Regions from separate parts of the Arabidopsis thaliana genome. Here region 1 is linked to region 2. The links are chromatin contacts, called in public targeted proximity ligation maps. All regions are on one chromosome and are shown on one strand. The core of a region is the stretch at or near the end of the contact, and the rest is flanking DNA. Distances in the headings are between cores, read along the strand shown. Region 1 holds the start of AT1G25370 (hypothetical protein (DUF1639)). Region 2 holds the start of TLP10 (tubby like protein 10).

Region 1 (4,087 bases), core at 1,418-3,917, 35 kb before region 2:
ACAAGAGAGCAATCCTGATGCTATTCTAGTGGCACATGCTAAAACTAGGCATCGCATTGGTATCATTCTTCTATATTGTTTTCCATTCATAAAATCCACCTTCTAATGTTCGGATACTCTCTGAGTCCAGGTGGTTGGTCTGGTAACTATACCCCAGTTTCTGGAGGAGAAAACATCTATGTCAACGGTCAAAAACTGACCGTCATTTTTGCTCCGGTACCATCCAGCTCTTTAAATCCTTGATAGCTCTCAGATTGGCTGCACTGCTGAAAGTATACATTTTGATAAACTCTTAACTAAGTAAAATACTCCAGGGACACACAGATGGTCATATGTCACTACTTCATACCTCCACTCAATCTCTGATTGTTGGTGATCATTGTGTTGGGTAAGACAAGCAACTAAAATTTATGTTGCTATAGGCTAATTCAAATCAGTCAAATTTGATTAACTCAAGAAATGTTAACTCACCATTTTGGGTTGTTTCAGTCAAGGAAGTGCTTTCTTGGACATCAGGGCAGGTGGTAACATGACAGTAAGTATAAGCATGCTCAGTCTGTTTTCTGTTTTGAATACTTCAATGCAAACGTAGTGTGAGGGTTTACCTGTGGTAGATTGCGATGTTTTCTAGTAGCGTTTTGTTTCCAAATTTGTTGTTTCAATGTTAGGTGTTGGGTAAGATAGTAAATGCACTTCCTTAATTTCCAATTTTCCGTTGCAGGATTACTTTCAGTCGACATATAAATTCCTGGAGCTTTCTCCAAATGTGGTGATTCCCATGCATGGAAGGGTCAATTTGTGGCCGAAACACATGCTTTGTGGATATCTCAAGTATGAATAAGAATATGCTGTAGTGGATAATCTGATGTTTAAAACCCTGTTACTGTTTTGTCTATCAGTTTGATCAGATAAAAGTAGAGTGAACTTATTAAGATATTTGATACATTAATATATAAAGGAATTTTGATGGGAGGGGTGATCTTGTTTTCCAGAAACCGCAGAAGCAGAGAAAAATCAATCCTAAAGGCCACTGTGGATGGAGCTCAGACGTTATATGACATTGTTGCTAAGGTGTACTCAAGTGTGGATCGCAAATTCTGGTGGGCTGCATCATCAAACGTAAGGCTGCATATCGAGAAGCTGGCAGTAGAAAACAAATTACCAGAGGTAAAACTCTTCTTTAATTCCAAATGCACACAAAAACTTACATTCTTAGGAAACATATCACAAAAAGACAAGCTTAGAAAGTTCTTAGCAAATGTTACTAGCACTGCTTCACTACTCATTCTTATTGTATTGATTTGATCCAGGGATTCTCAATCCAAAAGTTCAAAGCAAGTTGCGGATTACGTTTTGCGATACGGTGTACAGTGGGTTATATCATTAGCAAGATTCCGTTCAAGATCAATAAGCCAGGTTTCATTATGTCAGTGATGGCTGCAGGAGCTGGATATTTTCTTCTGTACACATCCAAAAAGAAGAACCAGATTGAATCTTGATGAGTAAGTCATAGTAAAAGATTGTGGGATCTATAAATCATGTAAAAAGTTAAATTTCGTAATATACCCTTTTTAAGAACTTCAACTTCATTATTATTATAGGTAATAAAAACACTTCAAAAATGGAAAGTTGACTACTTCTCAAATATCTACTAGAAATTATAAAGTGTCGTTTGGATTTTTTTTTTTTTTTTTTTGTCGTCAGATAAATATGGAAACTTCTCAAATTCATTAATAAATATATTTTTAGTTGACATTTATCAGATAATTGTATATAGATTCAAATGATTTGAGATTTGTTTCTCGAGCAAGATATGTCACAGCTTATTATACCTGGATCATACTTTAAATTGATCCTTTGAGAAAAGCGAGTAGACTTTGGACTTTGGAGTTTATTTTTATTTTGTGTAACAAACTTTTTCTCTAATGCATATAGATTAGACCTAAGATATTTTGATCAAAAAAAAAAAAAGGACCTAAGATATTGAGGTAACCGAATTATAGATTACTAGAAGCCATTAAATTTTCGAAAAAAGGAAATTGGTATCTTAATTTTTCAAATTGACCTAGTAAAAGTGTTATTAGAAACGGAGAAGAAACTCACACAAAAAAAAGGAAACAAAAAGGCTTCGAGTGAGATTGTGCGATGGGTTAAAATAAACGGTTAAGATGAAAGACTAAAGCAATCCAACGGTTATTTTTATTTTGTGTAACAAACTTTTTCTCTAATGCATATAGATTAGACCTAAGATATTTTGATCAAAAAAAAAAAAAGGACCTAAGATATTGAGGTAACCGAATTATAGATTACTAGAAGCCATTAAATTTTCGAAAAAAGGAAATTGGTATCTTAATTTTTCAAATTGACCTAGTAAAAGTGTTATTAGAAACGGAGAAGAAACTCACACAAAAAAAAGGAAACAAAAAGGCTTCGAGTGAGATTGTGCGATGGGTTAAAATAAACGGTTAAGATGAAAGACTAAAGCAATCCAACGGCTATTGATTCACCGACTTACTTGAAAATGGAAAATGTTAATGAACCCGGGAAAATGTAAACCCCAAACACATGCGCATTTTAGCTACCATCTAATGAAATTACCGAACTTACCCTCCGATGCAACATTAATTTCCTAAAAAATTTCTGGTATATATACACGAAGCTTTGTATATCACAGCAAAAAACGCACAACGAGAAAATAAAAAACGCACCGCCGGTAACAATTTTCCGGCGAATCTGAAAACTAACGATTTTTCTCGAGTTTGGTAGAGAAAGAGAAAGAGATTGATTCGTTCCTGGTTCGTGGATCGAATAGAGAAGAAGAAAGAGTAAGTGCAACAGAATCAATGGTATTTCCCGGTGAGATGACGACGACGACAACGAGACCTGAGCAACGATCGAAGACTCTTCACAATTTCCCTCTCCCGAACTTATGGGGGAATCAGAGACAACTCAAGTGCACGAAGATCGACTCTATCAGCAACAACAACAACAACGGAGGAGGTCCCGGCGGCGATCACCGACTACGACGCCGATCTCCGCCTCTGGAATTCGCTGATTCTCCCGTTTCGATGCCGTTTCGATTCGGTAACTCCGATCATCGCCGACCGTTTAAATCGGGAAGCGAAGAAGGGATCGAAGAGTTCAGGGTGAAGCTTATGTCGGATCTGAAGACGGAGACAGATAAGATCACACAATCGATGTTTAACAAAGGCGTAACCGAAGAGGAAGAGGAACAAATCGACGGTTCTGGTTCTGGTTCTGGTTCCGGTCAAGAGAAGGAGATGATTCCTCCGGTGAAGCCGTGGAATCTAAGGAAAAGAAGAGCAGCAGCGTGTAAAGAACCGGAATCCAACAGTTTGATCAATAAAGGAATTGTGATTGAGGAGAAGGTAGTGAAGAATCCATCTCCGGTGAGAGGCGGCGGCGGAGTGGTCGAAGCGGAGAAGAAGCGTCCTATGTTCTCTATGAAGCTATCGAAGAAGGAGATGGAAGAAGATTTCATTGGGATGGTAGGTCACCGAGCACCGCGTCGGCCCAAGAAACGGTCCAAAACTGTTCAGAAAAAACTCGATGTAAGTCTTTTAGATTTTGCAATTTGGTGAACGATTTGAAATTTTTTTGTTAGATTTTTGTTGAAACTGAAATTTGGATTCTTTTTGTTCTTTGCAGAGTTTGTTTCCAGGGTTGTATTTGACTGAAGTGACACATGATGCATATAAGGTTCCAGAATAAACCAAGGTATAATCATCAATCATCATCATCATCACGGATTTGAAAAGCTTGAGACTTTTTTAGTTTGAGAGATTCTGATTCATTGTTGCTTTTACAGAATCTGCAGAGATGATGATGATGATGATGATGAATTTGTGTAATTCTGGAATTGAGGGTCAAGTTCTTGAGAAGCTCCTTCTTCCTCTGCTAATATTTTTCTTGATTAATTCTTTCTTCTAAATTGTTCTGAATAAAACTATACAAAAACGTTTAGGTCTCCAGTTGATTAATACAAATTAAAGTTTTCTTCTTTCTCGGTAAATCTTGACTGTGTTGTGAGGAAAGTGTTTTCTCTGTCGAACTCAATCTCAATCTA
Region 2 (3,870 bases), core at 875-3,374:
GTACACCAAGAACTTTGTCCCAAGGAAGTTTGATCTGAGAGAGAGATAAAGAAACCTCATTAAGCTTGATTAAATGGGAATCACAAAAGATTATTTGAACAATAGATAAACGACCATAATATTCAACAGTAGCAAACTACTATGTCTAGGACTGAAAACGAACCTGAGCTTTCCGAGGTAAGAGTTGCTGGATCTTGAGATGTTATCAGCATCCATGGAGATAATGTACTCGGTTCGAGTAGTTCTACGAGTTCTTTTAGCTGAAAGAAGAAATTTCCCATTCTCCACTAATAGAGCTGAAAAAACATTATTCAACTTGATTTAGACATAAACTAAGTAACATCATAAAGAAGCAGGCTAAGTCCTAAAAACAGCTTACCGGGACTTAAACAAAGAAAAAGGTGAAATGTTAGCTTTGATTTATCCCTTTTGATGAAACACTGAATCATTGCATCACGAGGCCCTGGCTGGAAAAATTTACAACACAAAACAAAAACATCTTCATCAGTAGTCTGACGACCTTAAACAACATCAAATTAGCGAAACAGTAGAGGGCAAACCGAACCTGTTTGAGGGAAACAGGGAAAGTGAGTTTCCCACAGATTTCAGGCCCCAAAACAATCTCTTGGCACATAGCTCTCCAAGACCGACAAACCGAAGCACAAGCCACAACATGTTTTCTTGCAGGCCAATTACTCTCACTTTCCTCTAATCTTTTGATCACATCAAAGAGTAACTCTGGAGGAAGATTAGCCCATCTACTTGTCTGAACTATCACAGGCGACAAGAGATCACGGGATGACGAATACTCACGGAACGAAGAACCCTGAGCTTTCCCTTTATGAAGACTCGAGAGCCTAAAATCGAAACTCCTCCTTGACAAGCTCCCAAACCCATCTCTCAAATCTTGAACAATGCCTCGAAACGACATTTCTCTTTGGTTTCCACAAGATTCTTCTCAAACCAGAAATGCTCAAATCCAAAAAAAAGAGCTTCAGACTAAGATGAGAGACTCCACTCACTGTCCATTAACATAAGCACCCACAAGAAAAAAAGTCATTCAGCTAAGGCAATTCTGAGTCACCTTCTTAATAAGTAAGAAATAAAAAGAAAAAGAGCCATAAAAGTAAAGTGGAGCCTAAAAGAGAAAGAGTGTTTCGCTAAAGCTTAGGAAAGAAGAGATATGCAAGGCATCGCATGCCCAATAAAGAAACTAGGTCATGTCCCCAATATAGCTTTTTTTCTTTCTTAAAGACAATAATCAACCAAAGAGAATCTTGATGATAACTCACCAAAAATGCCCCAAAATTGAGATCATAGGAGGCTAAATCAGGACTCAATTTGATATATTAACAGAGAATCTCAAATAATCTTTACTTAAACTGGAGATAACAGAGACGTATGTAACAACACAGAATCAAAAGCATTAAAAGATTCAACAACAATCAGGTATTTCCCAAAATGAAATTTTACTCATCTGATTTACTACCTACAAAGTCAAAATCTTAGTTAATTTCAGACAAAACTGTTTTATTACAAAGATTCGATACCAAAAACCTGAGATTTGAGGTTAGAACATAGAATCTCACTGCAATAAACATCAAAGAGAGAAGGAGAAAAGGATGAACCTTTTAGACAAACTGATGAAAACCCAGAAGCTTAATTAACACCAATCTTCAAAAGCCAAATCCTTTTGAACTTAAGGCTTCTCTGACCAAATCCAGAAGCTCAGGGAAAAGCAAGAAGAGAATCCTCCGGAAATTACGGGTAAACAGAAGAATTAAGAGACAAGATCACAGAGATTTAAGCAGATCTGTAGGAGCCTAAATCTAAAACAAAAGAACCCATAAAGTCAAAGAAGAACAACAAAACCCAGAAAAAGATAAAGTCGTCTTCTTCTTTTTTTTTTCTCTTGTTCTCTGCTTTTTTGTTTCCAGTAGTACTCAGGAGCTTTTTCTTGATTTTACTTTAGTAGTAGTTCACGAGACAGCAAGAAAATATAAATAAATCTAGGGACTCTCACAAAAATGCTTATTTTCTTCTCTTACTTGTTGGCTTTTTGATATAATAATTTTTGTGTTTTGGAAGAAAGAGAGAGAGAGAAAGAATGAAAATTGTAATAAGTGGACATTGTGAAGCATTATTGTCCACGAGGCCGCATGACCTACGCCTCGCATCAAGCGAAGACTCAACCATAATTTTGACTTTTTTTATATGTTAAAGTTAAAACCTTTTTTAACCAAATTTTTGTTACTGATAGAAAGATTTAACACCGTTGAACTTGGAGTCTTATCAGTTAGCACTGAATAATAATACTACAAATCATTTCATTTTTGATTATATGCTGTATAATCACATCAAGTTTTTTTTTTTGTTTTCTAACAAAAGGATATAAGTCAAATTTTGTTTGTTATCTATCGTTAAATTTTAATTAAAATAAATGTTGTAAATGAGTAATCTGTGAAGAAAATATACAATAAAATATATGTATTAACATACCTAACCCCATTCAATCCTTTAGTAAGTTATTATTAACTTTTTGAAAATTTTGTTTAATCTATTTCGAAAACCATGTATTAGACGAATAATTTAGGATTTTGACACTTTTCTCATATTTGAATCTTAAACTAGTTTATGCATGGTTTATCAAATACTGTATGATATCATTTTTTTATTACCAGGTGACAAATTTCTTTTTTCCTGTAGTTTAATTACGAACGACGACCCATCATTTATCAATCTATAATTCTTTAATAGAGGTTAGATTCTGATCATTTGGATCGATCAAAATTGGATCGATCAGCAAGCCTTCATGTCTAACTGATCCAACAACATATACTTCTCGTCTCCTCCTCAAGTTCTCCATCGGTTTCTTTAAATCATCCAGACTCATTGAGGAATTCTAACTCATTTGTGACCATTACTTTTAGCGAATAGATTCACAATTTCTCATATACAAGAAGTTGTGTTATAATATTACCATGCATACTTCAAATAAATTATCTTAACTTTAACATTTAAGCATGCATGTTGAATATTTATTAAAAATCTAAGATCATTAATAATCCATTATATACATAATAGAACAATGTTTGACACTAATTTATCAATTTACAAACTGTTATAGTTATGTGTGATTACAAACTGTATATCGTCCGTATAGCATATTTTTGTCATGCTACTAATTCAAATCTGTATGATGTATAAACTTTCTTATAAATTATGAATCTATATTCCAATATTATATTCCCGCACAAAGCATATTATGATAATCTAGCAGTAGTTGCATTATTGGTTATTACAACATAATTATATCTATGGATCTTGGTGACTTTTAAAGTTTAGGCACGAGTCTCTTTGGCCCTTCGGCTCCTGCAAATTACAAAGTACATGCATCAACATCACTTCCAAGTCCGCTTTTGATTCCATTCATCAGTTACAAAACCAACTCATTTCGCAACTTTTTTTACAAAACCAACTCATTTCGCAACTTATGATCTGATTCGAGTAGACAAACACTTATTAAGTTTCATGTCCATACAAAATCTGAATTTGTTACCAATCAAACAAATATAATATCATGGATCGGTCCGGTTTCATTATACTGTTAGAGGATTAATTATTTATACATATACCTCCACATCGAACGTAGCATTTGTGTTGGCGTCGGATCAGCTTTTATTCTGAAAAAGAGATAATATTTAAGCGGATATATAAATCGAAACTTTAGGATCGGATAAAAAAGATAAGAAGAGAGTACTCACTGTCGGAATTAACACAGCCGGTGGAGCAAGCGTCGTAGCATGTTTCTGCGCCTAACTTTCTATATGGTCCGGGTCCTTATTTAGCCTCCGCCACCATATCAAGGTT

The links.
Region 1: a targeted proximity ligation map of shoot shows a contact between it and region 2, with 10 read pairs. A contact is called at or near these places in 3 of 26 Hi-C or Micro-C datasets (callus, root and seedling) and 1 of 2 datasets of targeted methods (shoot).

Annotation. Positions count from the first base shown.
Region 1 is chr1:8,897,691-8,901,777 of TAIR10.1, reverse strand. It overlaps AT1G25370 (hypothetical protein (DUF1639)), which reads left to right and starts at 2,667. Exons shown (of 3, transcript NM_102347.3): 1 at 2,667-3,572; 2 at 3,670-3,738; 3 at 3,830-4,087. The coding sequence starts at 2,844. The coding sequence ends at 3,732. It overlaps AT1G25375 (Metallo-hydrolase/oxidoreductase superfamily protein), which reads left to right. Exons shown (of 12, transcript NM_102348.4): 6 at 1-59; 7 at 131-216; 8 at 315-388; 9 at 490-535; 10 at 722-831; 11 at 993-1,167; 12 at 1,311-1,668. The coding sequence ends at 1,499.
Region 2 is chr1:8,862,022-8,865,891 of TAIR10.1, reverse strand. TLP10 (tubby like protein 10) reads right to left here and starts at 2,124. Exons shown (of 5, transcript NM_102338.3): 1 at 1,629-2,124; 2 at 566-1,021; 3 at 380-467; 4 at 164-296; 5 at 1-34. The coding sequence starts at 931. It overlaps AT1G25277, which reads right to left. Exons shown (of 3, transcript NM_001332674.1): 1 at 3,765-3,870; 2 at 3,636-3,683; 3 at 3,095-3,372. The coding sequence ends at 3,841.